Regions from separate parts of the Sus scrofa genome. Here all the other regions are linked to region 3. The links are chromatin contacts, called in public HiChIP or PLAC-seq maps. All regions are on one chromosome and are shown on one strand. Each heading gives the region's core, a stretch centred on a gene start, on an enhancer-like site or on the middle of the called end of the contact. The rest is flanking DNA. Distances are from core to core; before and after follow the strand shown. Region 1 holds the start of KBTBD7 (kelch repeat and BTB domain-containing protein 7). Region 2 holds the start of MTRF1 (mitochondrial translation release factor 1). Region 3 holds the start of WBP4 (WW domain-binding protein 4).

Region 1 (2,763 bases), core at 240-2,739, 130 kb after region 3:
ATAGTCTTGGTATGAGCCAAGCTGGTCAAAGGTGATGGCATTGTGTAAATGTCCCCTGAGTATGGGTCATAGCACAGAAAGGGATCTCTGGGATGGCCAAAGAAGATCACCATCTCCTTGGCACACATACCCAGCCTCTGGGGTGGATTTTCTGCTATGGAGACAACAGAATTGCCACTGCTGCTCTCTGGCTTTGGCACCAGAGACTTGTACAACATGTCACCATATCGCATCTGCAGGACCCCTTCCATGAGGTCCAGACAGTACTTCTTCACAATAGGTTTGGTCAACAGCCCTTCCAGGTATTCCCGATCTTTATCCGTGAAGTGTGTCCAGCGGACACACTTGAAGACTTCGGCAGCGCTGGGACCCCGCTCCTTGGGAGCCGCCTCCAACCACTGCACCGCAACGTGACACACTGTCCGCTCACTCTCGATGTCTAGACTATCCAGGCGCAGGACAGCCAGCAGTTGGGCCAGGGTCAGATCGGCCAGAGACTCCTCGCGAATCGAACCCATGCGGCTGAGCTGCTTGAAGTTGTGCGCGATAAAGGACTGGGCCTGCGACCGCAGCTTGTGATGGTCGAAGGCGTCGGCGAACTTGAGGATGGCCGTGCAGTTGGCCAGGTCAAGGCGGCGGGCTAGGAACGACGCACAGGCTTCCCGCACATACTCCAGCTGCAGCATGTCCGAGGCCGCGTAAAGGCGCTGCACGTTGGCCTCACTCAGGGACACGCGACCCGTGTAGCAGTAATCGACCAGCACCTCGAAGGATTCGGCATCTACGTCGTGCATGGTCACGTTCGTCTGATGGCTCTCGTACATGCCGCCGGTGAACATGCTCTTGAAGTAGGGACACGCGGCGGCCAGCACGTTACGGTTGCAGGAAAAAAGGCGACCCGTGCCAGGCCCGCTGCCAGGCGTGACCACCTCGATGGTCACATCACAGAGCAGCCGCGCGTCGTAGAAGGACTTGAGCTGTGCCAACAGGGCTGCGGAATGGGCCGTGTCCTTCAGCTCCTCCGACCCCGTGAAAAAAGCCGAAACCGAAGGCTTGGAAATCCTCTTGGGCCGCCTCCCACCGCGGGGACTGGCGAGGCGGCGAGAGCGCGAAGCTTCTTCCCGGGACTGCATGGTGGAGATGCTGGTAGGGAGCTGAGGGCGAGAACGGGTGCAAAGACCGGGCTCGGGCGCCTCCTCACCCTTCTCTCGCTGACGCTAAGGTTGTGGTGTCTCCGGAGAGACTGCGCGGGGGCCGCGCTTACTTAACTCAGCCCTACACCGCGGTGCCGCCTCCCTTTATAGCGTAGACAGTGCCTGACTCACCCGTTTCCAGTTCCGCGCCCTTTCTCCGCCTCAACTCGCCCTCACAGGACCTACTGGCTGGAACCAAGAGATCCGCCACTGCCGCGCTGGCAATACCGGTAGGCTTCCAGGAGAACTACCACTCCCAGACTGCCTTTCGCGCCTGACGCAGGCGGGGCCCTCCCCACTCGCCCACTTTAGCGGCGGCAGAGAAGGCGCTTTGCATGTTGGGAGTAGTAGTTTGAGTAATATCGCGAGGCTTCCGGGGCAAGACTGCTTCAGGGTTTGAGCGTTTATTCTCCCGGCTCCGACGGCTTGGCATTTTGGCTTTGAAGTCCAGAGTAAGAGCCCAGTTTTAATGTTTATTAACTGTGTAGCTTCCCTCTGAGAACTTTTCCTTCTTTGCAAAATGGGGAGAATAGTCTTTCCTAGGGTCGTGTGAGGATGAAATGAGATAAAAATTGCATAGGACACAGGATGCTTCAATAAATATTTGTGTGTGTGTGTTTTAATTTTTTAATAGTTATTTCCCCAAATATTTGTTGATTAGAACAATTAAGTGCTTACACTCTGTTTAAAATATAAAGATTAATAATTGTCGGCTTTTCTCTTAGAATTTATTAAGAGTGCGACACCCACTTAACTTGAAACCATGAGCAATTACTGCAAAGAAAACATCCAGTGTTTAATGTTGCTACTTCTGGAAGATTCTGAACGTTATTACAATATTTTCAGTACTAAGTGACATATAAATTCATTAGGATGTTGAAGTTCCCGTCGTGGCGCAGTGGTTAACGACTAGGAACCATGAGGTTGCGGGTTCGGTCCCTGCCCTTGCTCAGTGGGTTGACGATCCGGTGTTGCCGTGAGCTGTGGTGCAGGTTGCAGACGCGGCTCGGATCACGTGTTGCTGTGGCTCTGGTGTAGGCTGGTGGTTACAGCTCCGATTAGACCCCTAGCCTGGGAATCTCCATATGCCGCCGGAGCGGCCCAAGAAATAGCAAAAAGACCAAAAAAAAAAAAAAAAAATCATTAGGATGTCTTAGACAAAGATGAGGTCCTAGAGAACAGCATTTATAGATGGCCTTAAATATGAAAATCAGGCATATAAATAGGTTGGCATCTCACCAAATCAACACTTCATTCCGAGGAACAAGGTTATTTTCACAACCTCTTGATATGAGTGTTACTCATACTGTTCTTTCAGTTCCTTTCCACCAATCCTTTGAAGATTTTGGAACTGTCTTTATTAAGGAGTTTTAACGAGAGTTTTAAATTAAAATATTTAAACAAACATACCTTGAATCGTACAAAAGCACAAGATTCAAACAGCTTGGGATTCATATATGCCCTGACATTCCTTGAAGTAATACAGTACAGCCTATGCTTTAAAGAAGTGTTTTATATATGTACTAATCAACATTAGTTAAATATTCAAAATCAAGTGTTTAGAGATTTG
Region 2 (2,702 bases), core at 116-2,615, 170 kb after region 3:
TACGCAAAAGGTGAGGCCCTAAAAACAATAAAAATGAATACATACATAAATAAAATTACAAGCTATGGTAAGTTCCCTGGTGGCACAGTGGTTAAAGGATCTGACGCTGTCACTTTAAACCATTGGTGCAGCCAAAAAAAAAAAAAAAAAAAAACACTACAGGTTTAGTGAAATTGGCTGTTTTCCTTCCTTTGAACAGATCATTGAAAAAGCTAACAAATGTAGGAGTTCCTGTCATGGCACAGCGGAAACAAATTTGACTAAGAACCATGAGGTTGCAGGTTCGATCCCTGGCCTCACTCAGTGGATTAAGGATCCAGCGTTGCTGTGAGCTGTGGTGTAGGTCACAGATGCAGCTCGGATCCTGCATTGCTATGGCTCTGGTGTAGGCTGGCAGCTACAGCTCTGATTCAACCCCTAGCCTGGGAACCTCCATATGCCCCGGGTGCAGCCCTAAAAAGGACAAAAAGACAGAAAAAAAAAAAAAGCTAACAAATGTACACAATAATTTTACTGAGTATAAAGGGGAAAAGATAAAGTGTTCTAATACTTTGCCCCTAAAATCCTGTGGTTCAAAGGTGCAATAAGGGTCAAAATTGATCAGAACCAACCTTTAATTGTCTACAGTGTTCCATCTATGCTACATGCATTCATATATTAGCTCCTTTGATCATTTTAAGTTTGCTATTTCAGAGAGTATTATTTCCTAGGAAATACACTATTTGGAATGGTCTCTAAAATATCCAGTCTACAGAGTTATACCGACAAAATTTAACATAATCACATTCGTTAATGTCCAACAGCCACAAAGGTTACAGTCCTCCAGCAGGAGTTTCTGTGTCTTCGCACAGTCTCAAAGACATCACAGAAGTGTTTCCATTTGCAAATGGAAAGAACGACGACAATAAAAAGGCAAAAAGATTTTTGTTACAACATTTCTAGCTAAATTTCCATTTTAGGCACAGTTAGTAGAATGAGCAGTTCTCAAGGTCATGAAACTGTGTTAAATAAAACGCAAGATGTTTATTCTCCATTATCTATACCTGAGCATAGCAAGTCTTCTCCATCACCCTCCACAGTAACAAGAGTAAGCTGATACTCTGGAAGGAACGCTCAGCCTCGGCAAGTGGGTAGTGATACTAAGCCCACACGAGAGCAGCACGTGTAAGCCACACCGTGTAACGCGGCATATGGAGTGATCCCATAGAGAAAAAAAGCTGGAGAAAGAAAAAAGACTTTTAGGATCAGAAAAAAGAAGTGAATTGTGAGTACCTTAAAAAACAACAAAAAAAGGACATTAGGTTTCCTTACCGAGGGAACCTTCTGGGATCCACTAGGATTTCAGCCCTATAGACACCTGATCACTTTTACTTCCGGGTTCGCCACTTCCGGCTAAAGGCTTCCAGCCACCTTCTCCTCCGTCTGGGTTTTTCTCGGGAGCAGTAGTTCTTGGGTGTGCATAATAAACTACCAGAAGAAACAAAAGAGAAAAGTGGCAACGCGAGGAAAATTCCCAAGAGGCAACCAAGCCTCGTGCTCATCCGGAGTCGGAGTCCAGAGTGTAGGTTGCGATGGAGAGGGGAGCCGGCGAGCGGCAGCAGCTGTGCCAGAACATTGAAAGAACCGTAACTCCCCAGAGCGCCTCCCTGAGAATTCTGGGAGTTGTAGTTTATTTCCGACAGGGGGCCCCACCCCCAACGCCCTAGGCCGAAGGTGGAGTTTTGGTTTTCAACATTTTAGGCAAGCCCAGAAGAGATTTTCTACAGCTGTGCCTAAGAGATAAGTATATACAAGAATTTCTTTATAGATGGAGTCACTAGAGTAGCGATTCCTAATTTTTTAAAATGAGAATACCTTTTTATCATTGAATACTTCAGAGGTTTTTTCCATTGCTTGAGGAAATACCTAATGACTAATTGAGACTGTGCCTTTGTATTTTTAAAAATCATAACAGGGGAGTTCAGTGGAAACAAATCTGACTAGCATCCATGAGGGTGCAGGTTTGATCCCTGGCCTCCCTCAGTGGGTTAAATAAGGATCTAGTGTTGCTGTGAGCTGTGGTGTAGGTTGCAGATGCAGCTCAGATCCCTTGTGACTGTGGTGTAGGCCAGCAGCTACAGCTCCGATTAGACCCCATCTGGGAACCTCCATGTGCTGCAGGTGTGTCCCTAAAAATAAATAAATAAATAAAATAAACAGTTTCAGGAAAATGCAAATATATTGCCTTACTTTTTTTTTTTGGTCTTTCGTCTTTTTAGGGCTGCACCCACGGCATATGGAGTTTCCCAGGCTAGGGGTCTAATCGGAGCTGTTGCTGATGGCCTCTATACCACAGCCACAACGCTGGATTCGAGCCACGTCTGCAGCCTACACCACAGCTCACTGCAACACCGGATCCTTAACCCACTGAGCAAGGCCAGGGATGGATTGCCTTACTTTGAATATTTAACAGCGATACAGAGCTTGGAGATTGAATTTACAAATCATTGACCTAGTGCCTCAGTATTTCTTCCCGAAAAGCAAAGGCAAATATAATTCTGTATTACTGACTTCACAGCATATTTTCTTATGTTGTGACCAAATATAAAAAAAGGAGAATTCAGGGTTCCCTTGTGGCACAGTGGGCTAAGGAACTGGTGTTGTCACTGCAGCTGCCTGGATCACTCTTGTGGTGTGGGTTTGATCCCTGGCCTGAGAACTTC
Region 3 (2,700 bases), core at 161-2,660:
CCTGACCAGAAACCCATCCACAAGCCGCACTTTTTCCTTCTTCATTTGCTCCCAGAGACCCAAGAGACTAAACATTAGGGCTCACCCCATTTTTCTAATGTCAGCCCGCATTTAAGATAACGCTTTTGTCTCATGTACAGCTCACATGCTGCTGACACAGCTGCCCCTTCTTTGTAATAAACACAGGGCTTCTATATTTAAAAATACAGTGAAACTTTGTTGTAACATCCCCTCCCGTCTCCAGCCAATTTTCTCTTCCAAGCCCCACCTCCAACCCCAGGATTCTCTATCGGCGGCACTCAAAACGTTAGACCTTTGTGCAAAGACAAGTTTCTTTAAAGACAACTCATCCTAGTGGTATTTCTCTTTTCCACTGTGTGTGTGTGTGTGTGTGTGTGTGTGTGTGTGTGTGTGTTGGGATTGGGGGGATGGGGGCGGAGAATGGGACAGATGCCCTGCCCCAGAGGCCTTCCGAAGCCAAGGCACTCAAGTCTGTGGCTCTGGAGTCTGGGGTAGTTTTGTGAACCACGGCCAGCGACCCGACGTCCAGTTGGGAGGACCTCGCAGGCCGGCCTCGGGGCGGGGCTCCGGCGCCGCGGGAGCCCCGGGTGGACACGCGGCCGATGGGGCGGCCGCGGGCAGCGGCGCGGTGGCGAAATTGGTGCCCGCGGGCATCGGAGATCCCCCGCCCGCCCTCGGCTCCCCCCAGCCCTGCCCGGGGGCTGCCTTGGGGCGGGGGTGTTTCTAGTAAACACCCGGCCAAGATAAGGAGGACTTGCGAGCCAGGCGAGGGCTCCCGGAGGCCGAAGGCTGGGGACAAACACTCCCCGCGTCGCTTGGGACCGTCAGAAGGGGGCGGCCGAGGAGGAGGGTGTGGGCCCGAGGTGGGGCGCTGGGGGCAGATAAGGCGAGGCCGGAGTTAATCATCACCTCCCGAGCGTTTGGAAAGGGACGGCCCGGGGACTGGAGGAGCTGGAGGGCGGCCCGGGGAAAGTGAAACTCCTTCCTCGCGGCTCAGCCCCGCCAGGCTCCAGCGGGAGCACCGGGACCCTGAGCGTGGTCGCTCCGCCAGCCCGGCCGGCGCAGCACTCGTGGCTCCCAAAGCCGCAGCCCAGATCACGGCGTCTCTAACAAGTACACTAAAGCGAGTTTTCCACCGTATCACCCACCAAAAGAAGGGAGAAAAAGAGCCAGAGCCATTGGAAATAAAATAAAAGTTACCCCCAGGGCCCATTTCTAAAAGTGGTTGCAACGTTCCCATACCGGGAGTCGAACCCGGGCCGCCTGGGTGAAAACCAGGAATCCTAACCGCTAGACCATATGGGAAGTGCTGCTGAGAGCACGGCGGTGACTCACCTGACAAGCGCAAACGCTGCCTCTGTTCCGTCTCTACCTCCCGCCACCATCCGAGCCGCCGCCGCCGCCGCTGTTGCTTGCTGCCCACGCGCTCGCGAGCCAGGGAACGCGCCCGTCCCGAGCGCGCGGGCGTCCCGGGGGCGGGGCGGGGTCGCTCCGCCGCCTCGGGAAAGTTTTGAGGCCAAGCTCCACGAGTCGCGGTCCTGAAACCAACTGTTTCACCTCTCTTTTTTGAACTCCGCCAACAGCCCCCAGCCTACAGGTCCGGGCTGCTCCGCTGGTCAAAGTGCGTGCGGACTAGTTGGCAAAGTTGAGGGCGGCGACGTCTCTGGGAACAGCTGTTTGCGTTCGGGGCGGAGGCGGCGCGCGAGCTCCTGGGCCACGGGCCAGCGAGCCTAGAAGAAGGGTGGAGGTTCTGGATCCCAGGGGGAGAGAGAGAGAAAAAAAGGAGAGATGACGCGGGGACGTGAGGCTCGAGCTTCCCGGCCTTCAGCTCAGGTCCCGTCGCGCTTTCGCCCCTTCTCGGTGACCTCAACCCCTTTATAGCGACCCCACCTCTCCGGAGCCGGGAGTACCGCCCCTGGAGGAGGAGGGGAAGGGGAGGAGATTTCAAACGCGGATTGAGTCGTCTGGGCACCCGTAGTTGGGAACCGGGGAGCACTGGTCCGGAGGAAGGAGGGAGGCGTCCGGGGCTCGGAGGCTCCGGTGGGCCTCGCGGTGATCCGGGCTCGGACTCTCCCTGTGTGGGGCACGCGAGCCTTAATCGGACCCGGGGGCGACCCGCGGAGCGGCTGGTCCAGTCATGTGAGTCAGGTCTCAGGCTCTAAACAAGGAGGTCTTGTTTCTCCGGGAGGCCCTTTCCCCGCCGGGTCTCTTCCTCCGCCACCACCCCCTCTCCCCCCGCCCGCGGCCGGGGGCGTGACGGACGCTCTCTTAACTCGCTCGGGACCGGCGGCCGACTGGCGGGGCCGGTTCTCCGTGCGGCGTAGGGATGCTACCCCGCGGAGCGCCCTGGGGGCCTGGAGTACGGACCCCTGGAGGGAGGCTGGCGGCCTCTGGAGGTTGGACGGCCGCCGGGATGCTACGGAGCGCTCCCTCCACCTAGCGGGTCGGAAGCCGCGAGCATCCTTTTCGTTTCTCTCGAGCTGGAACCCCGGGGTATTGTGAAAGTATAGGGCTGGACCGCGGCCACCGCTGCCTCCTCCCATCACTAGAAGCGGGCAGCCCTGGTGAGCTTCTAACTTTTTTTAGTTTTTGGTTTTACCGGCTGAGAGATCCTTTGGCTTTTCCAACTCTCTTTTTCTTCCCCTGAGGCTCAAATTGTATTAACTGATGGTCTTAGAG

The links. HiChIP or PLAC-seq counts read pairs in DNA pulled down with a chosen protein or histone mark.
Region 1: a contact with region 3 is called in an H3K27ac HiChIP or PLAC-seq map of alveolar macrophages. The contact joins the promoter of KBTBD7 here to the promoter of WBP4 in region 3. A contact is called at or near these places in 2 of 5 promoter capture datasets (fetal liver and liver), 2 of 47 Hi-C or Micro-C datasets (heart right ventricle and skeletal muscle) and 2 of 2 datasets of contacts at active chromatin or transcription factors (alveolar macrophages and skeletal muscle).
Region 2: an H3K27ac HiChIP or PLAC-seq map of alveolar macrophages shows a contact between it and region 3. The contact joins the promoter of MTRF1 here to the promoter of WBP4 in region 3. A contact is called at or near these places in 2 of 5 promoter capture datasets (fetal liver and liver), 1 of 47 Hi-C or Micro-C datasets (omental adipose tissue) and 2 of 2 datasets of contacts at active chromatin or transcription factors (alveolar macrophages and skeletal muscle).

Annotation. Positions count from the first base shown.
Region 1 is chr11:25,642,387-25,645,149 of Sscrofa11.1, reverse strand. KBTBD7 (kelch repeat and BTB domain-containing protein 7) reads right to left here and starts at 1,489. Exons shown (of 2, transcript XM_003130995.5): 1 at 1-1,489. The coding sequence starts at 1,133.
Region 2 is chr11:25,602,732-25,605,433 of Sscrofa11.1, reverse strand. MTRF1 (mitochondrial translation release factor 1) reads right to left here and starts at 1,365. Exons shown (of 12, transcript NM_001243580.1): 1 at 1,312-1,365; 2 at 1,044-1,217.
Region 3 is chr11:25,771,265-25,773,964 of Sscrofa11.1, reverse strand. WBP4 (WW domain-binding protein 4) reads left to right here and starts at 1,410. Exons shown (of 10, transcript XM_021065642.1): 1 at 1,410-1,642. ELF1 (ETS-related transcription factor Elf-1) reads right to left here and starts at 1,875. Exons shown (of 9, transcript XM_021065635.1): 1 at 1,357-1,875. TRNAE-UUC (a tRNA gene) reads right to left here and starts at 1,326; the gene lies at 1,255-1,326.